2 separate regions of the Mus musculus genome follow, and region 2 is linked to region 1. A link is a contact called in public HiChIP or PLAC-seq data. All regions are on one chromosome and are shown on one strand. The core of a region is the stretch at or near the end of the contact, and the rest is flanking DNA. Distances in the headings are between cores, read along the strand shown. Region 1 holds the start of Prpf18 (pre-mRNA processing factor 18). Region 2 overlaps Frmd4a (FERM domain containing 4A).

Region 1 (4,732 bases), core at 1,472-3,971:
TGTCTCGAAAACCAAACCAAACAAAAACAAAAACAAAACAAACAAAAAAACCCTTCACACACTGACGCTAGATACACCGCTGTAGTCCCAAGCCAACCTGGATGACACAGTAGGAGTACATAGTAAGTACTGAAAGAAAGGGAGAGGGAGGAGCAGGGTGAAGAAAAAAACCAACTGTGCTCTATTAAAAAAAAAAAAAAAATCAAAAGCTGGTGGTGATTTCAAAATGGCTGAACTGAGCAATGCTAATTGGGCAGTGGCTGTGGGAAAGGTCTACAGGACCAGAGGATCTACAAGCTCACACAGCAGCCTCCAGGTTCACCCTGGACACCATGATGAACTGTTTTTTCAGAAGCTGCCACCAGCAGCTACAAGATTCATCAACAGTTTCAATACTTGTATCAGTCACAGCCTGAGATGCCGCAGAAGATGTAAGGCACACTCATGGACCAGCTGCGGGGAAGTCTGGAAGGAAGTCTCAGAAATCAAAGAAGAAGGGGCCTAGATGCTTTCACAAACTGCTTGGAGAAGGCTAAAGACCACAGGGAGAACCTTGGAGACCAGCTGCAATCCCATGGTTCCCTAGTCCCTGCAGCTCTGGGCATTCAGCAGTGTCTTGTACAGGACAGGAGGAGACCAAGCACCAATAGTTGGCTGAGGCCATCCTGGCTGGGCCCACCAGCACCTAACAGGCTATATAGAGAACAAAGGAGTAACTGGCTAATATTATCCTGGCTGGGGCTACGCAGGTCCAGGTCTACCAGCATCTGACATGCTATACTGGGAGAGGAAGGGACTTGCAGTCAGCACTAGAGTGAGAAGATGACTGGGAACCAGAGCAGAGGTCAGTCAGAAGTTGAGGCCTTCGGTCAACATGCTGGGCCTGGGAGAGTATTTCTGGGTATAGCTGAAATAGTGTGTAGGGTTCCAGTGCCTAACTGTAATAGAGGCCTCACCACTGGCTCTGTGCTGCTGGAGACATGAACACACACACACACACACACACACACACAATAGAGGCCTCACCACTGGCTCTGTGCTGCTGGAGACATGAACACACACACACACACACACACACACAAACACAAACACACACACACCATTCCTCAGATTCCATCTGGAGGATTGTGACCTTTCCCAAACTTTGTCTCCTAGAGCTTTAACTAGCATCTCTGTTCATCTCTCTGGTTCCTCACCATCCCCATGCAAACCCTATGTAGTTGTTTCTAATCTATACTGATTGTCTTGTCATTGACAAGCCCAAGGGTCCCTGCCATGCTCTCCCCCAATCCATAAATATAAACACACACACACACACACACAGAGCTTTTATTCCTCAAAAGGCACTATTATTGATATCCAGAAAACATACTTATCAAAGAAGATGGTGGGATACATAAAGGAGTCCAGAGAATTAATAACGAACGTAATTTAAAGTATGGAGAATAACTAACCTAATTTAAAGTCCGGAGAACTAATAACTAGCCTAATTTAAGTTTGCAAGCAGTTTTAACACTTCACAAAAAAATATGTAAGTATCTAAAAAAAAAAAAGTCACACATGAATTACTTAAATTATCAAGAAGATGAGATTTAGAACCATACAGAAACCTCTCCACCAAAAAGACAGGCAACATAAACCGCGGGCAACAGTGCAGACTAGCCAGCCTCTGACATAGCTCATAGATGTGCAACATTTTGAATGACTTAGGCATGCATGTACTCTGTAACCCTGCGGTTCCAAAGGGATAGGGCTCAGAATCTGCTCAACCAATTCTGAGAAACAGCTCAAACACTCATCCCTAGGAGAATGGGTAACCAGATCTACTCAGACAACAGAATACAATTTCAGAAAATTAATACATACATACATACACACACACACACACACACACACATACATACACACACACAGCAAAGTAATACCCCGAACATTCTAATCAAACGAAGCTCCATATGAAAATGTACATCCTATTGATGTGACATTCTAGAGCAGGCAAAACTGAGGTATAAATAAGTTGCTTCGGTGGGTAATCCACGCAGGGACTGGAAAGTGGACATTGCTATTTTATCTCCTCATGGAGAATGGGTTACACAGGTGTTTGCACTTGTCAAAAGTCACTGACTAATAAACAAGATTTTTACACACACGCACACAAAGAGGAACAAACTCTGCACTCTATGGCGTGTGCCAGATCGCTTAGGAATAAAGCCGACTAACTCTGCAACATGCTTTGGAATTGACAATGACTAGTATGCTGTTTTATCACTCTGCCTGCGGCGGATACTGGTTAGGACAGCAAGCGCCGCCGAAGTGAGCCAGACTAGGCTTGACATCCATACTCTGCCCCTTGCTAAGCCCTGGGCCAGCAGCTTGCCCGGGACAGTGGCGGATCTGTCAGCCCCGTGCCCGCCCCAGACCCTCTCAGGACCATCACCCTCCCGCCAACACCGCAAGCACAGTCCACCACCCTCAAGCCCGAACCACAGCTCCGGGACTCACCACCAGCAGGTTCCTGTCCTCCACCAGCTGCCGCTTCCGCAGAATCTCGGATTTCAGGATGTCCATCTCGCTCCCAGGGTCTAAGTGTCTTCACTTTGACTCCCCAGCTCCTCGGCGGTAACCTCACCCGCCAGGGGAGGGGGAAGAGGACAAACCACGAAGCAACCAGAGCCCAATTATCGGAAAACAACAACTGCCGGAGCCGCTTCCGGCGGAAATCAGGATGAACGAAAGGAAGGTAGGGAGCGCCCCTCGGCGCGAACGCGGCCAAAACCGCTGAGTATTGTTGCCCCCTAGCGGAACCCTCCAGATACACACTTGTGATTTCAGTAACAGGTAGAAAAGAACAAAAGGCCGGGCAAAGGTAGCACAGGCCTTTAATCCCAGCACTTGGGAGGCAGAGGCAGGCAGATTTCTGAGTTGTCTCAAAAAAAAAAAAAAAACAACTGTTTGTCTCTTTAAATGGTTATTGTGCCCGATTGAACCAGCTTGTATACTCCTAAAGTTTGCTTCATAGTTCCTCAATTTACTTATTTGCCAAGAGTGCTAACATACTAGAGAATGAGAAATACATAAATAATACAAGTTTTAAAATGGCAGTGTTTATTAATTGCCTATTCAACACCCTGTAAATTTATTGTGTTTTCTGGTTATGCAATCAGCAATGAAGATTTTCAATGATGATTGGGAATATAATCATTCTTTCTTATAACCTAGCCCAAGAAAAAATATGTTGAAATTCTACTTTGATTTGTTTTTATTTTTATTGTGATTCAGGCACTCACTGTGTTGCCTGGGCAGGTCTCAAACTCTTGCTATCAAAGTAATCCTCCTGCCCCAACCGCAGAGTGGACCTCCATACTTGGCAGAGTTTTGGTTTTGTTTTGTTTTTTTTAATCTTAGAACCATTTATAACATATCTATTCTTGGTTCCATGCCATGAAAGCATCTTTGTTTTTAGTTGTCATAATTCAACAATATTTTATGTTACATTTTTCTATTCTAGAAGTAGTGAAATAACATTCAATTCAAACTCAAGTGTAGGTAAGATGGTTTATCAAAATAAAAACTGAAAGGATTGCTCATTAGAAAGTTTTATACTGGGGCTGGTGAGATGGCTCAGCGGTTAAGAGCACTGACTGCTCTTCTAAAGGTCCTGAGTTCAAATCCCAGCAACCACATGGTGGCTCACAACCATCTGTAATGAGATCTGATGCCCTCTTCTGGGGTGTCTGAAGACAACTACAGTGTACTTACATATAATAAATAAACAAATTTAAAAAAGAAAAGAAAGTTTTATACTGTGTGTGTGTGTCTGTGTGTGAAATAGGATATTTCATCTAAAAGATATCTGAGGACCAAAAAGATGGCTGAACAGCTAAAAATAGTTGCTGCCAAGACTGATGACCTGAGTGCAGTCCCTGGGAACCCACATGGTGGAAAGAAAAAGTAGATTCTCAAAGTCATCCTCTAACCACAACCACACCACCACATACACACACGTATACACACGCACGTTCACAACCACACCACCACATACACACACGTATACACACGCACGTTCACAACCACACCACCACATACACACACGTATACACACGCACGTTCACAACCACACCACCACATACACACACGTATACACACGCACGTTCACAACCACACCACCACATACACACACGTATACACACGCACGTTCACAACCACACCACCACATACACACACGTATACGCACACACGTTCACACATGCAACTGAAGAATAAATGACTAAATGTGGTAACTTTTTTAAAAAGTAAAAGATGCCTAACTTCTGTCCTTGGATGAAGCATGCTGACATTCTTATGTGAATAGTTGTTACCAGGGTCAAACCATTTACCCACATCCTTCTGATTTAGGAACTAGAGATGATGACCCCCAAACCTGAAGTGTTGGCATAGCTTATACAGTTCACAGAGAACCAGATGGGACACTATCAGGGTAAACTCAGAAAAGGCTATCTCCTCTTCAATTCCCATCTTTGACTTCTATGTTTATGCAAAGCGCATTAAATCATGATGAGGGTCTCAGATCAAAGAACGAAAAAGACGAATACCCGAGGGAGCAAATGGATGAGCAATTTAAACTACAGAAGAGGGGCACAGTGGGGAAGAGGACCAGCAGAGTTTAAAACAGATCAATCCTGCTATCCAGAAAATGTGTACACCATTTCATCACAAATATTATTTAAGAGTG
Region 2 (4,732 bases), core at 1,453-3,952, 350 kb before region 1:
GAAACTGCCCATCTAACCAATCCTGTAGCAGGCAGCTTCTGTAAGGCCATTAAGAGGGTCTCCTTTCTAGACTCTGAAACTGCTGGATGCCCTGTGATGGGTGACCATAGAATAGGCCAAGTTGGACCCCGCAGTTACACAAAGTTACTTTGGTTTACAGTTGAGTTCTGACCTGCCCATCTGTATACTCTGCTCACCTTACTCAAACAGGAAGGCTGTTTCTTCACCAGTTAAACACAAACAATGGAAGCCATTTGGTTCATTGAGGGTAGCCTTTGGAAACCTCCCAGCCCGGTGTCTGGTAACTAAGCAAGCATCCATCCAGTCTCCTCCCCTCAAGTGGTCATATCAGTATGAGTGTCTGTCCCCTCCTGGGAAACATACCTGTGTTTTAATAATGAAAATAAGTAATGGATAATAACGCTGTAGATTCCGTAGGGAACCTGAAATGCAGGGTCTCAGAATTCCATGGATAGACTATCAGATACTTCTGGGCAAACTGACTACTCAGAACCGTGAGGTCATAAGGAAGAGCTGAACATTTATTCTCCAGGGGCTGGGGAGAGCTTCCTAAGTGGGAGGAAACTTTTCTACTTATAGAAAGCATGACCGTGCCCCCGCCACATTGGGGAGGGGGTGGAATGTGCTGGGCCTCAATGTGTGCGGAGTCTGGCTCAGGGTTATTTTGATTTCCATTAACATTCTCTTCTATACGTATTTAACCATAATTGAACACATGTGCTTCTGTTTTATTTGCACTCAGTTCATCAAAGTGTCCCTTACAAGTCTGAACTATACCACCAGAGCCTCTAGTTTTTCAGCGAAACCCCCACTAATACCCCTGGGAAACAGGAAGTTGCATTTACTGAAATATAAATAAATTCAGCTCCCAAGGGCTTTGCCGGGGCTGGGGTCACAGGAGAGGCAACCATGTACTGTATTCTCTCAGAACACAACCCTGGAAGAACAAAACCCTGTAACTCCGGACATATAAGTGTTTGCATCCATCCTTTGTTCAAAGCTGTGACACCTTCTAGTGTGATTGTGGAAAATCAAGAGACCCTACAGACTGGGGTGAATGTCTGAGTATCGGTGCAGATGTAGCCTCTGCTCTGGGGACAAATGACATGTAACCTGAAACCTCTCTCCAAAGATATCCAAGGGCTCCTTCTCTCGCAGCCTCTCCCCTCTCGCTCACCCTCTGCTCGCCCCAACCGCACACATGGAACCAATTATGAACAAAGCCTGATTGTTGTACACTCGGACTTTCCCACGTGGGCCCGCTGCTTTCTTTAACTGCCTCTTAGTGTGTGTCTGCGTGGGAGGACCCTGCCCACCGTTCGTTCCAGCCCAGCACCACAGCTTCCCAGTCCTCCAGGTCTCTCTGCTCTGATTCATTCCTTAACAGCATAAAACCTCTCTTCCCTTCCCGCCCACCCCCATTTCCTATTAGGTTTGTCTGAATAAACAGAACTTTCTTTTCCATCACTCTAAATAAACTGAGCTCAGGGGTTTGTGGAGAATAAAGAAAAGCTAGTTCCCAGCATGGGAGCAACATCAGGCTAAGCCTGGGATCCCCTCAGAGGAAGTGACCGTCACTTCATGAAAACCAGGGCAGACGTGTGTGTGTGTGTGTGTGTGTGTGTGTGTGTGTGTGTGTGTGTGTGTGTATGAGTGTGTATGAGTGTATGTGAATGTGAGTGTATGAGTATGTGTATGTATGAGTGTGTGTGTAGAACTTTTTTCTTTTCCTCAAGAGAAGCAAACAAAAATTCCATTACTTGTGACCTTTCTCTGCAATGGAAGTGAGCTGATTTGAGGAGGTGAATTGATAGGAATGGGGTGGGGGTGTTAACTGGCGATGTAGCCATTACAAATGCTATAGAATGTTAAAACTATAGCCTACTTGAACCACCTGTTGAAATGCCACCTTAATCAGAAAAGAATCGGCTGATGTGGCAGATGTGGATGAAGCTGCGCTTGAGTCTTCTCAAAGCTTTGTGAAACCACACGTGACTTAGTCCTGCTCGCTAGCAGGCATAAAAAGCGAATGTCCTAGAGCAAATGTGGCGTCTCAGCAGGTGAGGGCACTTGCCACCAAACCTGAAGATTTGTGTTTGGTCCCCCGGACTGACGGCTAGAAGGAGAAAACTGATTCCCGGGTATTGTCCTCTGACCGCACCACTACTGGGGAGTTCCCCAAGCCGACACCCCCATGCACACAGGCACACAAAATAAAAAAATAATGTAAAAAATTTAAACAAACAAACAAAAAACAACATTCTAAGCACATTTGCACAAGGTGGGGCACACACAACAACTTTGGTCTGATTCATCTGAACCATGCATACAAAGGTAGCAAAGACAGGTTTCTTTCTCCCACCACAACCCCCACCTCCCTTCCTGTGGACTGCATTCATATAATTAATTTGATGCGTACATTTATTTTCTGTTGGAGGCACTAGTGGGAAAAAACATTCGTGTCTGATGTTCAGTTTCATAGAGGTAATTTATGAATCCAAAGAGACCCTCAATCCTCCTGTGTATTGTTCCTAGTCTTCAAATATTTTTTAATGTTTAGAAGAGAATGAAATCAGAATGCAGGATTTTGAATTAATCTCTGCTGCAGATGTAGGGGAGATTCCACTTAGTCCTTTTAAGGGAAGCACGTGACCTACTGTACAGCCGAGGGGCTTGGGCATCACGTGGTGGGGTGAATAATGCGTCCGATACTCCCTTGATGAGACAACTGACCTGGTTGCCATCCGAAGCCCGGAGAAGCCAAGTTGACATTTCTGGATCATTCTCCTCACAAGCACCACGTACCCACTCCTGGGGCAGCAGGTCACGCTGAGCCAGAGCTGCAGGGACAGCTAGAAGGAAGCTGAAGGCGCTGCTTCACACAGCTGAAGTTGGAGAACTTGGGCTGTTTTCCTTTCTCCCCCATCCCCCACCTCCTGACCAACCACATCTTAATTCACTGGGCAGAAAACGCTTTCAGCGTTTAGATATTTGGGAAACCTCTCCAGAAGACCACAGTTTAGCTCTGAGAAGGACGCTAGCTAGTCTCTCTTTGCTACTAGCAACACACACACACACACACACACACACACACACACACACACACACACACACACACACGATCACTCCCAGCTCCACACCATGGTAGTTCAGACTGCCGTGACTCCAAACAGACCTCAGAGACTTCTGAAAATACCTTATGGATCTCTGAGAAGGCGCAGCGTGGAGAGGGTAAGCTACGTGGCTGTAGTCGGCTGTTTGTTTTCATTAAGCAGTTGCTACAGACTAGAGATGCTGGTTTACATTGTGCTACTGCTACTGATGTTGCTACTGATGTTTTTCCTGGGCAATAGGGGAACTTCCTGCGGCTGCAGATACGATTCTATTTTCTATATGGTGATGTTCTCTCTCTCTCTCTCTCTCCCTCTCCCTCTCCCTCTCCCTCTCCCTCTCCCTCTCCCTCTCCCTCTCCCTCTCCCTCTCCGTCTCTCTCTCTCTCTCTCTCTCTCTCTCTCTCTCTCTCTCTCTCTCTCTCTCTCTCTCTCTCTCTCTGAACAAATAAGGCTGAGAATTCTGAAATGGAAATGTCTGTCAGTTGCAGATGCCAGAGGAAAGATGAAATGGGAAGGTAGAGCCGTCTGTCCCCGTGGAGCTTGTTAAGAAGTGTGTCAGGGCTTAGAGCCGACTGCGCCTGTGCTCACTGAAACAGCACCCAGTTTCCTTTGCTGGGTGAAAAAGAAGGCAAAGGTGGTATGAAGGGGCTTAGGCAAGCTAGTGTCAGTTACCAAGCCGGTTTAAAGGACCCTGCTCATCCTTACTTGTTTTTGTTGTTGTTCTTTCAAAGATAGTGCTCTGCTTTGGGCTCTGTTCTTTCATAATCCTACCGATTTCGGCAGAAGTGACTGTTAATTTCCTGAAAGCATATGCCCTGCATGGTAGCCTCTGGCAGAGAAGAACCTATAAAGAAGTAATGATTTATTTCAACTGTAGGAAGGAATAGCCTTTTGAGGGTGGCTGTCGTTTATGCAAAGTGGGAGAGATGTCTGGAGGAGGTCGGCTCAACATGTGGGGATGCTGCTTACACCTCCATGGTTTATTCTGTGTGGCTTAGGCACCCCCAGATTCCCCGTTGGAATCACCACAAGCCCTTCCATGAGCCGGATGTCTGCATCCACGTGTTAGGATCAAGCACAGGCCAAACCCAGCCTATGAGTTAAGACCGATGAATATAACATGACCCAGCTCTGGGACAGGAACAAACCTTAATTCAAACGGCTTATTCTGGCTGGTCTACTTACTAGTTAAGGGCCTTTTAATTTAAAGAAAATCTAATTAAAGGTTTCGACATATGGGGACCGTCTAGAATATACAGGCAGAACTGAGTTGCTGGCTCTAATAGTTATAATTTTTTTCTATTTGAACTTTTTTTTTCAAAGGACATTGCCTATTCTGGTTGTACATAGGTAGGTCTTCAGTTCAGTTTGAGACATGTTCCTGTGCTCAGTACTATTCACCTGACCTAATGGGTAGTAAGTGCCTACTGTGTGCAGCACCTACTGTGTGCAACACCTACTGTGTGCTTACTTTTGCAGCTTTGGAGCACAGGAATAAAAGAGCCCACATGTTTATAGGTCGCTTCTCTTGTTTGTCTGTTTCTCTGCTTTGAAACACTGTCTCGCTCTGTGGAACTCACTGAACCATCCAAGCTTCC

The links. HiChIP or PLAC-seq counts read pairs in DNA pulled down with a chosen protein or histone mark.
Region 2: an H3K4me3 HiChIP or PLAC-seq map of bone marrow-derived macrophages shows a contact between it and region 1, with 4 times the contacts expected there. The contact joins the enhancer-like site here to the promoter of Prpf18 in region 1. A contact is called at or near these places in 2 of 39 promoter capture datasets (embryonic stem cells and hippocampal neurons), 2 of 484 Hi-C or Micro-C datasets (muscle stem cells and nephron progenitors), 3 of 115 datasets of contacts at active chromatin or transcription factors (bone marrow-derived macrophages, embryonic stem cells and fibro-adipogenic progenitors) and 2 of 9 other capture datasets (adipose tissue and liver).

Annotation. Positions count from the first base shown.
Region 1 is chr2:4,649,414-4,654,145 of GRCm38.p6, forward strand. It overlaps Prpf18 (pre-mRNA processing factor 18), which reads right to left and starts at 2,722. Exons shown (of 10, transcript NM_026045.4): 1 at 2,503-2,722. The coding sequence starts at 2,568.
Region 2 is chr2:4,297,754-4,302,485 of GRCm38.p6, forward strand. All of the region lies in intron 1 of Frmd4a (FERM domain containing 4A), which reads left to right. Among named protein-coding and RNA genes, the nearest start is that of Gm39752, 53 kb to the left of the region's middle. RefSeq lists an enhancer at 1-3,703. Within about 2 kb of position 2,703, at least 106 of the 459 cell types and tissues checked have an H3K27ac peak or open chromatin away from gene starts, as enhancers often do. A contact at or near this core is called in adipose tissue, bone marrow-derived macrophages, muscle stem cells and 1 more, where this site is marked.